Linked DNA regions of Mus musculus: region 2 is linked to region 1. The links are chromatin contacts, called in public promoter capture Hi-C maps. All regions are on one chromosome and are shown on one strand. The core of a region is the stretch at or near the end of the contact, and the rest is flanking DNA. Distances in the headings are between cores, read along the strand shown.

Evidence for each region. Promoter capture Hi-C pulls out the DNA fragments that hold promoters and counts their contacts.
Region 2: a promoter capture Hi-C map of embryonic stem cells shows a contact between it and region 1, with 2.4 times the contacts expected there. The contact joins the enhancer-like site here to the promoter of Sirt4 in region 1. A contact is called at or near these places in 11 of 39 promoter capture datasets (the C10 cell line, HPC-7-derived erythroid cells, cranial neural crest and 6 more), 2 of 484 Hi-C or Micro-C datasets (the G1E-ER4 cell line and large pre-B cells), 8 of 115 datasets of contacts at active chromatin or transcription factors (astrocytes, bone marrow-derived macrophages, embryonic stem cells and 4 more) and 1 of 9 other capture datasets (embryonic stem cells).

What each region holds. Positions count from the first base shown.
Region 1 is chr5:115,481,993-115,488,917 of GRCm38.p6, forward strand. It overlaps Sirt4 (sirtuin 4), which reads right to left and starts at 2,492. Exons shown (of 5, transcript NM_133760.1): 1 at 2,340-2,492; 2 at 632-1,126. The coding sequence starts at 1,119. It overlaps Gm42007 (a long non-coding RNA gene), which reads left to right and starts at 2,458. Exons shown (of 2, transcript XR_878704.2): 1 at 2,458-2,571; 2 at 4,051-4,701.
Region 2 is chr5:114,975,111-114,982,035 of GRCm38.p6, forward strand. It overlaps Hnf1aos1 (a long non-coding RNA gene), which reads left to right. Exons shown (of 6, transcript XR_878697.3): 2 at 4,119-4,243; 3 at 5,050-5,189. Among named protein-coding and RNA genes, the nearest start is that of Hnf1a, 7.5 kb to the left of the region's middle. Within about 2 kb of position 4,256, at least 155 of the 459 cell types and tissues checked have an H3K27ac peak or open chromatin away from gene starts, as enhancers often do. A contact at or near this core is called in the G1E-ER4 cell line, bone marrow-derived macrophages, embryonic stem cells and 4 more, where this site is marked.

The DNA of each region.
Region 1 (6,925 bases), core at 1,242-3,741:
CAGGATATCCGGGCTACACAGAGACACTCTGTCACAAAAACAAACAAACAAACAAACAAGAAGAGGAGGAGGAAGAGAAGAAGACAATAACAACTTTCTTTTGGTGAGAAGAAGAAAAGAAGAAGAGGAGGAGGAGGAAGAGGAGGAGGGGGAGGAGGAGGAGGAAGGAGAGGAGGAGGAGGAGGAAGAGGAGGAGGAGGAGGCAAAAGCTTTCTTTTGGTGAAATAATTCTTTCTTTTTTTCAACCCAAACTCAGGGTTAACAACACTACCCATCAACCTCACAGTGGCTCTTTCTGAAATAAGTCTGAAGTCCTGGGCTAGAGCCACCGCAGGACGCAACCCCACTCACGTTATTTTTCCTGGTGCTGGGAGACTGAGCTCAGAGCTTTGCCCAGGTGACCACTGCACCCGAGCCAGGCAGAAAGCATCCTCTCCTGGCTTGCTCCCTCCCCTGCTCCCGTCCCTACTTCCTCTCCTCAGTTCACTGGGCCTAACTCCAAAGAGAACAACTTGCTCCGGGAGCCTTTGCTTGCTCTCCATCTTAAGATAACCCTGGTCCAGACAGCCAGGGGCCGTTCACCTGGGGGACCACACGTCTTCTTAGGGCCAAACCCCGCAGACTTCTGCACCTGTGCATGCATCCGTGGAGCTCCGTCAGCCGCTGACTCCCTGCTTTGGAGTGCAAAGCGTCCACGTTCTGAGTCACCAACCAGTGCAGCTTCCCCAGTCTCTCCCAGTTGCTCAGAGCCCAGTGTGCTGGGTTGGGTTGGTGAGAGGAGAATTGAGGCCAGCCCACAAAGTTTCGGGCCCAGTACCGCTGGCGGACCGGAGCACTGCGGACGAAATCAATGTGCTGGATGGGTCTCCGGTCAGTGCGGGCGTAAAGTCCCACCTTTTCTGACCTGTAGTCTGGGATGCCGGACTCGGTGGAGATCCCCGCGCCTGTCATCACGAGGAGTTTCTTGGAAAGGCTAATGAAGCGCTGTAACTCTTTGATCTTTTCAGGGTCCAAAGGAGGGCTGGGCGGCACAAATAACCCCGAGGGTCCACAAGAACGCGGCCGGCTGAGGTGGGTGATCCAACGGCCCTTTGTCGGCCTGAAAGTCAATCCGCTCATTCTTATTCTGGAGAGAAAGAAATCCATGAGAGCAGCTGGGTTTTACAAGTCAAGTTAACCCACCAATTGATAGACACCGGAACTCTATTCGACTATGAAAATTTTGCCACGGTGGCCCCGGCCTGGGATTGTAGCACTGGGGAAACAGAAGGGAGGACGGTTCGTCCGGAAGCCCTTCAATTCTCAGCACCTACAATGGTGACTTACAACTATCTTTAACTCCAGTTTCAGGCCCTCGTCTGCGCTCTGCAAGCGCCGAGGAATAAAAGGGATGCGCAAATACACGCGCAGGTAAAATACCCAAACACATAAAATAAAATTTAATTTTAAAAAATTAAATATTTTTTAAAACAAACTTTAAAAAAATTTTTTTTTACTTATTTTATGTATATGAATGGTCAACCTGCGCGTACACCTACTTCCCAGAAGAGGGAAGAACTCATCAGAGATGGTTGTGAGACACCTTGTGGTCGTTGAGAGTTGACCTCAGGACCTTTGGAAGAGCAGGGGGTGCTCTTAACCACTGAGCCATCTCTCCAGCCCTAAAAAACAGACTTTTAATAGCCCATTATTTTTCACCTGCTACTAATATAAACATGTTTTAGTAATATTTATATTTTTGTTAATATTATCTCTCATGGGACTATTTGTTCTATAACTCTACTTGGTTTAAATCAGATATTATTATTATTATTATTATCATTACTTGAGACAGAATTCCCTGTAGCCCAGGCCAAGGAATACAACTAAACCGAATTATATCATTTCTCCAAAAGATTTTTTAATTTTAGTATGTCAGTTTTGTTTTGTCTTTTTCTACACGGTTCTCGGTACCAAATCCAGGGCCTCTGGGATGGACGCTAAGTAATCACTCTGTCTGCTTACCCTGCATTGTAAATTCTGCTACTTGGACACATAAAAATCAAGGCATACAAACTTGCCTGTCTGGTTTTCTAGTTGTAAAGACAAGCCTTTGACACAGTCTTTGACATAATGCGGAGCTATCGAGTGATAGGCACACATATTTAGGCTTGGCTTCCTATCCAAGAAGAGCTCAGGACCCTGCTTTCTCCATGAGATTTCCCAGCTACGTGTGAACGGCTAAACAGTCGGGTTTTGCCGGGATAAATCCTCCTTGTCCCCTCGAGAACAAAAGAGACAGATGGAATCCCTAGTAAGAATGCTCAGCGGGAAACCTTCAGCCGGATCAGAACACTTACCTTCCACAATTCTCACCCAACAGTGGGACTCGCTTGTTACGTGTGCATCTTGGGAAATGTAGTCCGCGAAGCCGATCTAGTTGGAAGAAAACTACAAGTCCCAGAATCCTACGTGTCTCCCACGCCAAGATTCTTGGGCGCTCCTCTACGGATTGCCCGCTGTCTTTCCTGCTCAGCTCAGTTAAGGTTCCGGATATGCTGCTGACGCCTGGGGCAATGATTGCCTTTTGAGGTTCTTGTAGTGTTTGTTTGTTTGTGGCTTGTGTTGTTTGCTGAGAGAGGGTCTGACATATCCTTGTCTGACTCCAAATCCGTGATCCTCCTGGCTCCACCTCCCAAGTGCTCGGATTAGAGGCTTGTGCCACCAAAGAAGTGGTTAATATTTCCCATGTCCTGCGTGCGAAAGAGGATCCAAGCAGTCCTAATTTAGGAATTCGCTCTCTTAAAGAAACTCTTTCACTAGTAGCACAGGACAATAATCTGCCACTCAATAGGCTTAGGCGGAAGAATCACGAGTTCAAGGCCAGTCTGGGTGACTTAGTGAGACCTCGGACTCAAAATAATACTGTAAGAGCACTGGGGCTATAGCTCGGTGTCAGCGCGTTAGCCCAGCCCTGGGTAGCCCTGAATTCACACTAGCGGGCATTTCTCCATCCAAGACGCTTTTTAAAATAGACTGGTTTTTTTTTTTTTTTAATAATGTGTGTGTTTTACCTTCATGCATACAGGAGGAGCTCCTGACGGCCATAAAAGGGCGTCAGATCCCCTGGAACTTGAGTGACAACCTGTTGTGAACTGCCCTGTGGGTGCTCGGGATGGAATCTGAGTCCCCCTGCAAGAGTAGCAATGCTCTTGTTTGTTTGTTTTGGTGTTTTCGAGACAGGGTTTCTCTGTATAGCCCTGGCTTTCCTGGAACTCACTCTGTAGACCAGGCTGGTCTCAGAGATCCACCTGCCTCTGCCTCCCAAGTGCTGGGATTAAAGGCGTGCTCCACCACCACCTGGTGAGAAGCAATGCTCTTAACCAGTGAGCCACCTCTTCAGCTCTCCCAACCCCTCCCCAAAAGACCCTTTCTTTGTTTTTTGTTTTTGTTTTTCTGAGACAGGGTGTTAATGTATAGTCTGACACTTTTTTTTTTTTTTTTTTTTTTTGGTTTTCCGAGACAGGGTTTCTCTGTTTAGCCCTGGCTGTCCTGGAACTCACTCTGTAGTCCAGACTGGCCTCGAACTCAGAAATCCGCCTGCCTCTGCCTCCTGAGTGCTGGGATTAAAGGAGTGCGCCACCACGCCCAGAATTTTTTTTGACACTTTTAATAATAAATAATTGCCCCCTTTGTTTTGTGTTTGTTTTAAGATGGGTTCTCACTATGTAGCCTTGGCTGGCCTGGAACTCCTTATGTAGACCACGCTTGGCCTTGAATTCATGGAGATTCACCGGCCTCCGCCTCCCTAGAACTTTGATGAACTGAACGATGTGTGCCAACACGGTTCGCAGATTTGATTGGTTTTCCTCCTAAGTGCCCACGTCCACTTCCACTGCAAAGTAATTAAATTTCCTGCTATAAGTTAAAGATTGATAGGGGTCTGCCAGGTGGCTAGGCAGGTGAAGCTCTGCCACTTGACAACCCAACTTTGACCCCCTGGATCGAGGGAGGAGAGCGCCAACTCCACTTTTGGCCCACATGCACACACAGTGTTCTTATTCTAAACAGCAAAATAGATCGTGGATGCTGGGGAGATGGCCCTGAGGCTCAGAATTACAGCTGAAGCATGAAGACCTATGTCTGGATTCCAGTACCCACATAAACTCTCCTCCCAGCACAAAGGCGAGCAGAGAGCAATCGGACGGCTGGCACCTGCTTGCTCCCAGCCTGGTGGAAGAACTGGAACTCCGAGTTTATCGACACGCTGTCAGATTCTGCCTCAGAAGGAATAAAGTAGGGAGTGATGAGGGGGATCCCCAAGATTCCCCTCTGGCCTCCGCTGACTCCCCAACACATACGCAGTACACACACACACCCCAACATACAACCAATTTGGATTACGAAGAAATGTGTCCACGGACTTGAAAATGGACGCTTTGGCAGCAACTATGAGCAGAGCCACGTATAATGCATAGAGACTGATACACTCCCTCTCCTGACTTCAGGAGCTCTTTTATGTTTTGTTCTGGTTTGTTTGTTTGTTTTCGGGAAGTGTCTCATTTCTCCCAGACTGGCCTCAAACTCACTAAGTAGCCGAGGATGACCTTCCTTCTGGGTGCCGGAATCACAGGTGTGCTCAGCTCTTCAACGCCATTTCTTAGGGTTTTTTTGTTTTGTTTTGTTTTGTTTTGTTTTATTAAATAAGCAATACAATGACCAGGTCTCGCTTCCAGATTTTTGTTTTGCTTTGGTTATTATTATTATTAATTTGGGTTTTGTTGTCATGGTTGTTTGTTTTGACAGTGTTACCCCACAGCCCAGGCTGTCTTAGAACTCTCTGGACCCAGGCTGGCTGCCAGCTTGTAGCTGTTCAGGCTGCTGTGCCTGGGTTCAGGTTCTAACGACATTGATTTGCAGAGAAGCCAGGGAACCTGTTTACTCATATCTTGGCCGCTCCTGAAGTGAAGCCAGCAAAACCTGCCACTCTATACCGGTGTGTCCTTTTTAGAATGTGAAGTGGCCTCAGTGGTTAGCATGTTACCTGCCGCAGCATCCTTTCCCCTATTCAATAGCTGATTGGCTGGCTCTATTTACCCAGTGGGGAGCTATGGAAGGAAGTTCTGGTTTCCCCTGCTGTCTTCTGTCTTCACTCTCCCAAGGTAGCGTGTCTCCCCCCTCACCACCCCCCCCACCCCCCCACCCCCCCCCGTGAGGTAAACTATGATCTCCAGAACAGAGAGAGGGCTTTGGGACCTGGGAGCATACATGTCCTGAGTCCCAGACAAGGATCTATCGGTGATGTTCATTTCATTTAGAAAACTGAAAAAAAAAAATTTGGCCTTGGACTTTAATATTCTCATAATGAGGGGCTGGAGAGATGGCTCGGCGGTTAAGAGCACTGGCTGTCTTTCCAGAGGTCCTGAGTTCAATTCCCAGTACCCACATGGTGGCTCACAACCATCTAGCATGCAGGTTGCACACGCAGAGAGAGAACTCATATACATAAAATAAGTAAATAAATCTTTTAAATTTTTTTCTCATAATGAATCCGAAGGGGAGGTGAGTGCCACTATCAGTATTTTTGTAGATTTTTTTACCACACACTTATTTACTGATGGTGGGTGGGCATGCGCTCGCTGTGTGTGGCATCTGCACAGAAGTCAGAGGCCTCCTATCGAGAGGTGCTTTTCTTCGTCATCTATGTGAGACCCAGGGATTGTACTCAGGGCTGGCAGCAGGCTCCTTTACCCATCTACCCATCTCACTGGGTTTCAATGTCCTGTTTGATATCTTTTCTGAGAGACTTGAAATTGGACTCAGGGTTTGAGTTGGTTTTTTTGGGGGGGGGGTTTTGTTTTTTTTTTGGTTTTTTTGGTTTTTGGTTTTTTTGTTGTTGTTTGTTTGTTTGTTTGTTTTTGGTTTTTCGAGACAGGGTTTCTCTGTATTGCCCTGGCTGTCCTGGAACTCGCTCTGTAGACCAGGCTGGCCTCGAACTCAGAAATCCGCCTGCCTCTGCCTCCCGAGTGCTGAGTGCTGGCTGGGATTAAAGGCATACGCCACCACTGCCCTGCTGCTCTTGAACTTTAATGAGAAGCAAAGGCCAAAATAAAAATGGAAACTACTCCTCAGGCAAGAAGGTCAGGGCTGGAGTGATGGCTCAGCGGTTAAGAGCACTGACTGCTCTTCCAGAGGTCCTGAGTTCAAATCCCAGCAACCACATGGTGGCTCCCAACCATCTTTAATGGGATCCGATGCCCTCTTCTGGTGTGTCTGGGGAGAACTACAGTGTATTCATATAAATAAATCTAAAAAGGAAAAAAAAAAAAAGGAAGTTCAGACACAAGGTTTGAATGAACAGCTTTCTACTTGTCAAAGTTAAAACAAAGCAGAGAAATTTACTTCCCATTTTCATGTGTTCCAGCATTGCTGGGTAACGAAGCCTTTTTAGCCTCTCTCCTCAGAATTAAAGTCTTTTCACAGAAGGGTTAGGAAGTCCTCCAAATCCAAACGTTGGATTTAATTTCCTATACCACAAAACGGGGTTGAAGTTGATTTGGGGCCCTTTAATCTTCAACACTGGGAAGGCAGAGGCAGAAGGGTCTCTATGAGTTTGAAGACAGCCTGGTCTACAGAGCAAATTCCAGGTCAGCCAGGGAGACCATTGTGTCTCAAAACAACAAACAAACAAATCTTCACTTAGAATTAAACCTAGAATTCCTGTATGAGCCAGCAACTCCACTACTAGTATATACCCCAAACAATTGAAGACAGGGGCTGGGCTGGTGAGACAGATTGTGGGTAAACCTCCCCTGAATTCAATCCCTGGGACCCAGGTGGTGGAAGGAGAGAACTGTCTCCCACAAGTGGTCCTCTGACCTCCACACACTTACACACACAGTGTTTTCAGATGTGTAAAGTCTCTAGCGTGAGAGCGTTTGTCACC
Region 2 (6,925 bases), core at 3,006-5,505, 510 kb before region 1:
CCAGAAGAGGGTGTCAGATCCCATTACAGATGGTTGTGAGCCACCATGTGGTTGCTGGGAATTGAACTCAGGAGCATTGGAAGAGCAGTCAGTGCTTTTAACCACTGAGCCATCTGTTTTTGTTTGTTTTTGTTTTTGTTTTTTTGAGACAGGGTTTCTCTGTATAGCCCTGGCTGTCCTGCAACTCACTTTGTAGACCAGGCTGGCCTCGAACTCAGAAATCTGCCTACCTCTGCCTCCCAAGCACTGGGATTAAAGGCGTGCGACACCACTGCCCGGCAAGTTTTTGTTTTCAATGACAAGATTTCACTAAGTACTTGAGGTTGGTCTCAAATTCAGACTCCTGCCTCAGACTCTCAGTTGATAGTATCATAGGCATGTGCCACCATGCCGGACATTATTTTAATTTAAAAACTTTGTAATCAGATGGAAGGAGGAGGATCAGGAGTTTAAGGCAAATTTCAGCCACATAGTTAACTTGAGGCTAGCTTGGGCTAGAGGTGGGACCTTGTCTCCAAACAGACAGTAAAGTCAATAAAGACAAAAAAAAATCTTTTCTCATTCCTTTCTCACTGTTTAATTTTGGTTCTGTTTTCTACGATGTGACCGCTGCCTCATGTCCCTGCCTTCTTCACTGTGATGGGTAACCCCCACCCCCAACGATGAACCAAAATAAACCCTTCTCTCCCTAGGGTCTGCTCTGACAGGTGTCAATCACAGGGACAAGTAGAATAACTAACCAGGCAATGCTAACTGGCTGCTCGTTTTCTGGAATGTGAGCCACAGGAGGGTAGGCTCTTCTCTGATTCATTCACTGATGTAGTCAGAGCCTGGGAATATGCTATAGAACACCTAAATGTAAGATGCTCAATAAATATTTATTAAATCAATCTCATTACAACTAACCATGTTTTGTGTGGGTTTTTTTTTATGGTGTGTTCTGTGCAGATGTGGGGTATGTATAGCGCGTCTATGTGTGTGTGTGTGTGTGTGTGTGTGTACATACTATATATAAATTGTGTGTGTGCATTGTGGAGTGTGCTTATGTGTATGTGGTGTATACGGGGTATGCTTATGTGTATACGGTGTGTGTGTGCTGTGTGCATGTAAGGTGTGAGTGTGTATTTGTGTGTGTGTTGTGTGTGGTAGTGAAGTCCAATCTACTCTGTGATTTGAATATTTTCTTCATAGTTTGGAAAACCACACACACCAGTGCAGCAGTGCCTCTGGTCTGCAGCCTCATTGAGAGCTTCATGTCTTCATTTCCGGGGCGGACTATCCGGAGTGAAGTTGCTGGGAAATGGAGCATGGCCCTCTCCTGCCCTGCTGCCTTCCTCCACGGCTCAGTGAGAAGGCGTCGTGGCTAGCTGCTGGGCTTTCCTGGCCCTCCTGGATTTTCCAGCCTCTAGAGCTTCTGTCATGCACTGGGTTTTCATAACACTTCTGAGTTCTGTTATAGCTCCATTCTGCAGAGGAGAAAAAGAGAGGCACGGGGCGGGGGTTGGGGTGTTCAGTGAGGATCAGAGTCCTTCAGAGCTGGGGTCTAGGGTGGGCAGCTGCCTTTGAGAGCCTGGTGCCCTCTTCCCAGGGTCTGGCATTGTTTCTTGATCCATGCTATTACCAGGGAGGAGACTGTATGCTTTTCTTTTGTGGCTTCATGCTTTGGCAGCTGCCTAGTGGCTGGAGCAGGAGCCTAAGGGCTCAACCTCGGGCAGTGAGTGGTGGTGGCTTTTTTTAATCTCAAAGTCTGACCTGCAGCAAGACTGTACCACCCAAACCTCCCCCAAATGATGTCACCAATAGGGGGCCAAGTGTTCCAAAGCCTAAGAGGGATGTGTCTTGTTCAAACCACCACACAGGGTCTCACTATATACTCCTATCTGGTCTGGAACTCACCATAATGAGACTGGCCTTGGGCCTAAGGTAAGCCCCCTGTTGCTGTTTTCAAGGGTCTGGTCCCTTGAAGCTGGTGTTATAGCCAAGTGTGAACCACCTGACTTATGTGCTGGTAATTGAACTCAGGTCTTTGGTAGGAAGGCTTAACCAGGCTGGAGAGATAGCTCAGTGGTTAAGAGCACTGACTCTTCTTCTGAAGGTCCTGAGTTCAAGCCCCAGCAACCACATGGTGGCTCACAACCATCTGTACAGCTGCAGTGTACTCATATAAATAAATTAATTAATTTAAAAGAAGAGGGCTTAACCACTATGCTGTATCTGTAGCACCAACGTTCTCATTTTTTTCACTTGATATATAATCACTATTCATATTGGCGCTCAGTGTGCTAATTTTGGTTTTTGTTTTGTTTTGTTTTGTTTTGAGAGAGAGTTTCTCTGTATAGCCCTGGCTGTCCTGGAACTCACTCTGTAGATCAGGCTGGCCTCCAATTCAGAAATCTTCCTGCTTCTGACTCCCGAGTGCTGGGATTAAAGGTGTGCACTGCCACATGTATATACATCTTGGGGTTTTTAAACCCTTATAAGCAAAAAAAAAAAACAAAAACCAAACAAACAAACAAACAAACAAAAAAACCCAAGAGGCTTAACACCTAACAATTACTGTACGAAAATACAATTGAAAGAAAGAAAAAAAAAGCTTCAGTTATTCTCCCTCCCCCTACTCTTTGAGACAAGGTAGCCTGATGTAGCCCAGGATATGTATCAAGGATAACACTGTGTATCAAGGATAACATTGTGCTCCTCACCCCGCCCCCCCCCTCACTGTGTGCCGGGAATATTTATATAGTCTCTAAGGGCTTTGTACAAACTAGATAAAAACTATTGGGTGACCACTTCTGCAGCCCTATTTTATGCATTTTATTTTGTTGTGTTAGGACAGGTTAGGGTTAGGGTCTAGCTATCTGGCTGGCCTGGAACTCACTCTGTAGACCAGGACGTCCTGCCTCTGCATCTGAGTGCTGGGAGCAGAGACACGGCCTGCTTTGTTTGTCTTGTCTTGTTTTCCTTAACACCTGTAAGGATGTCCTAGCTAAGTACCATTGTGCCCATAGACTGGACACAGCAGCTCTGATCCTGGCATTAGATTAGAATCTACCACCTTCATTTCCAGCTCTGTGACCATATTTGCATGCAGTTTGCCAGTTCACTCTGTATCAAAAGGGCCATAAAGCTGGTCTCAGGAGGAAGTTATAGCGTGTAAATAAGGAATAAAAGTTGCTTCCTTGACCAGACTGAAGGGGGGCAGGGCACGACTGTGGTTTTTTGGTTTGTTTGTTTGTTTTCTTGTTGTTATTTTGTTTTGTTGTTTTTTGCAAGGCATCCAGACAGGTGTGTCTGTGTTACCGGCTAGATCTCTCTAAGATCCTTCTAGGATCCATGGTTCGGGAACTTCACCTTTCCAGGGTCTCCACAGACATAGTAAATGTTAAAAAAAACAGCTGTGCAGGTTTAATCCCAAACGCTGGGATTAGAGGCCTGCGCCACCACTGCCTGGCGACATATTTCTTAAATTATTTTTTGTGACCAAGCAAGAGGGATGCTGGGTCAGCCATCCCAGAGTTGCCTTGCCTTTAACTCACTGCTCCTTTGGATCTGTGCCCAAAGCTCGTTCCTGGCGCTCATCCACGCACAATTTTCTGAGCCCGAGTTCTGAGCGCATCTCTGCAGCAGGGTTCTCACCCGCTCTCACAACCGGGTGCAGATCCAGGAACGAACACATCCAACAGGAAAGAGAACTGAGGTGTGCCTGGCCCTTGAAAAACATTCCTTTCTTTCTCTCTTTCTTTTTTTAAGATTTATTTTATGTATATGAATACACTGTAGCTGTACAGATGGTTGTGAGCCACCATGTGGTTGCTGGAAATTGAACTCAGGACCTCTGCTTGCTCTGCCCCAAAGATTTATTTATTATATGTAAGAACACTATAGCTGTCTTCAAAGGCACCAGAAGAGGGCGTCAAAGCTCATTACGGATGGTTGTGAGCCACCATGTGGTTGCTGGGATGAGGACCTTTGGAAAGGCAGTCAGTGCTTACCCACCGAGCCATCTCACCAGCCCTGAAAAACATTTCCTATTAATTGTATATTGTGGGGTGAACGTGTGGAGGGCAAAGGACAACTTGCGAAATCCAGCTATCTCCTTCCACCACCTTCTTTCTCAGATTTTTCTCGAAGGTGTGTATTCAATCCAATGAGACGTGAACGCAGGGAGAGCGGGACAACTGTATGCAGCTCTGACCTGGACGCAGACAAACTCGGAGCAGGAAAAACAGCGTGGGCTGAGCAGGTTCGGTGTCCTTCCGCGTGGATGCAATCTTCTTCTTTAGCAGTAGAGGGCGCTCGACCTCCACGCGCCACAGCTTCCTGCCATTCCTGCCTAAGAATTCTCCAGTCAGGGGAAATTTTGTTCAGATCCACCCACTTTATTCCTGGTTGAGACTCCCCGCTCCGTCCAAATGGCAGAGAATCTCTTGTCTGAGCAAAACACTTCAGGCAGCCTTGCCAGGATCTCACCTGCTTTCCCTGCTCCGCAGGTGCTGTTAGGAGACAATCTGGTTCTCACAAGCCAAGAGCTCGGGGACATCTATGATACTGAGATGCCAATCAAAGTTGGCCAAACAGTGAAACGAGGGCTGGCAACACTCGCTGGATAAAGGGATTGCTATGCAAGCGTGAGGGCCCGAGCTGGGATCCCTGGCACTCATGAGGACACCTGGGTGTGGCTTTGCGTATCTGTAACCACAGAGCAGGCGGAGACCGGAAGGATCTCCGGGCTCACTGGCCAGCAATCTATTAGAAAGAGTGAGCTCCAGGGTCAGTAAGGGACCCTGTCTCAGAAACTAGTGGAGAGCATGATAGAAGACACCCTCCACCAACCTCTGGCCTTTTCCTGAGCCTGGAACACACGGACGCACGCATGCGCATAAACACACACTGAACTAGGGCTCAGGGACCTGTTGAAGGCACCATTGGCTGGAAGAGCCCCGAACTGGGCAGACAATATCAGGCTTTGCAGATCCCGTGGCTCCCCTGAGCCTGTTTCCTTATCTGTCCGGGAAGGACGGTGTGTCTAATACATGGAAATTATTGCAGAATTACCACTTGCAATCCTGAATCTTACCTAGAAGAAGGCAGAAACTTCCAGAGCGGTACCGCGTGGAAGCCTGGCATCAGACTGCCCACTGTAGGAAACCTCCCAGCTCCATCCAGTGCCTACAGGAGCTGGGACACAGGTACCGGCGGATAAGCCTCCTCCCCCACTCGCCACCAGGGTTGAGCCTATGTATGGTCCCTTACTCTGACAAAGCTTCTCCGTGCTTCAGGGACTTGACCCATCCCGGGCTGAGTCGCCCTCCCCTTCCCAGGCCGGATGTTTGTGCCCGCCTCTCCACAGCTGTTTATTAAATCCTAATTCCTCTTGTAGACCTGAAAGGGGTAGAGCCAGCGAGGGGAGGGGCTTAATGTCCTTACCTCCCTCTCCCCCACCCCTCAAAAAAAAAAAGTTCTGAGAGAGCTTGTCTGCTCCTCCAGGAGCAGACAAGGGGCCTGCGAGTGCAGCCCAAGTCAGCTCAGAAAGCTACAGTAATTTAGTATCATCAGGTATTGCGCCTAGCTGTGTGTAAGAGAAAACCCAAGGTCAGGGTGGTATTCCAAATCCGGCCTAATTTCTTTCAGAAATGGCACTGGGGGGGTCCCACACAATGTTTCCACTACCCTTTTACCCTACTATCTTTGTGGGTAGACAGGCTCTAGATCCCAGGAGACCTGTGGGGCTTCCACCTGCCTGCCAAGGGTCTGAGCTCACTCATTTGCATATATTATATTCTACTATATTACTATAAATTATATATTTTATATTATATGCATATATAATGTAAATATTATTTTTTATATATTAAGCCAGGTACAATGGTGGATTCCTATAATTTCAGCTACTCAGAAAGCTGAGGCAGGAGGATTGCAAGTTGGAAGCTCAAGTTGGAGCAAGGCAGCCTATATAAACAAGGGCTATATAAACAAGACTTTGGCTCAAAAGGGGGGGGGGAGTAAAACAAAGGAAGCGGGGAAGCTCTTGAAACAACTGAAAAACAGTTCAAGGTCTGAATAGTGAGAGGTTTTTAATCTGAATCAGAATTCTCCATTGTCAGGCTGAGGATGTATGTAGTCCATGGCCTGCCTGGAATGTGCAGAGCCCAGGGTCCAACCTCCATAGGGCTATACACTGGGCAGGGCCTATAAACCCGGCATTCAGGAGGTGGGGGGAGGAACATCAGCATTTACTGAGGGTCATCCTGACGCCTGGGATGCATGAGACCCTGTTTCTAAACCAAAAGAATTCACAATGCTGTCCCCTATAATAAATTAATTGGCTTTTTCTTTTCTTTTTTCTTATTTCCTCCTCCTCCTCCTCTTTTTCTTCCTCCTCTTCCTTGTAAGGTTTCACTGTGAGGCCCTCGAAATCCCCCTGCCTCAGCCTCCCCATAGCTTTGACTTACCACCTCACTCTCTGGCATCTCCGTCAGAAGATCTTGAACTCAGTAAGAGTTTCCTCAGGTGCCAGGCAGTAGTGGCACACACCTTTAATCCCAGCACTTGGGAGGCAGAGGCAGGCAGATTTCTGAGTTCGAGGCCAGCCTGGTCTACAAAATGAGTTCCAGGACAGCCAGGGCTATACAGAGAAACCCTGTCTCAAAAACAAAAACCAAAAAACAGTCGATTTGGGGCTTGAGGTTCCAGAGTCGATGACGGTGCAGTGGAGGTGGCAGGCAGCAGGCAGGGCCAGCAGCAGCCCAGAGTTCACATTTTGAACCTAAAACAGGATGAAGAATGCTAACTGGTAATAGCCATTAGAAACCTCAAAGGCAGCCCCCAGGGCCACACTTCCTCCAGGAAGGCCACACCACCTAATCCTCCCAAGTAGCCACCAACTGGGGACCATGGATTCAAACCAGCGCATCAAGTGAGCCAG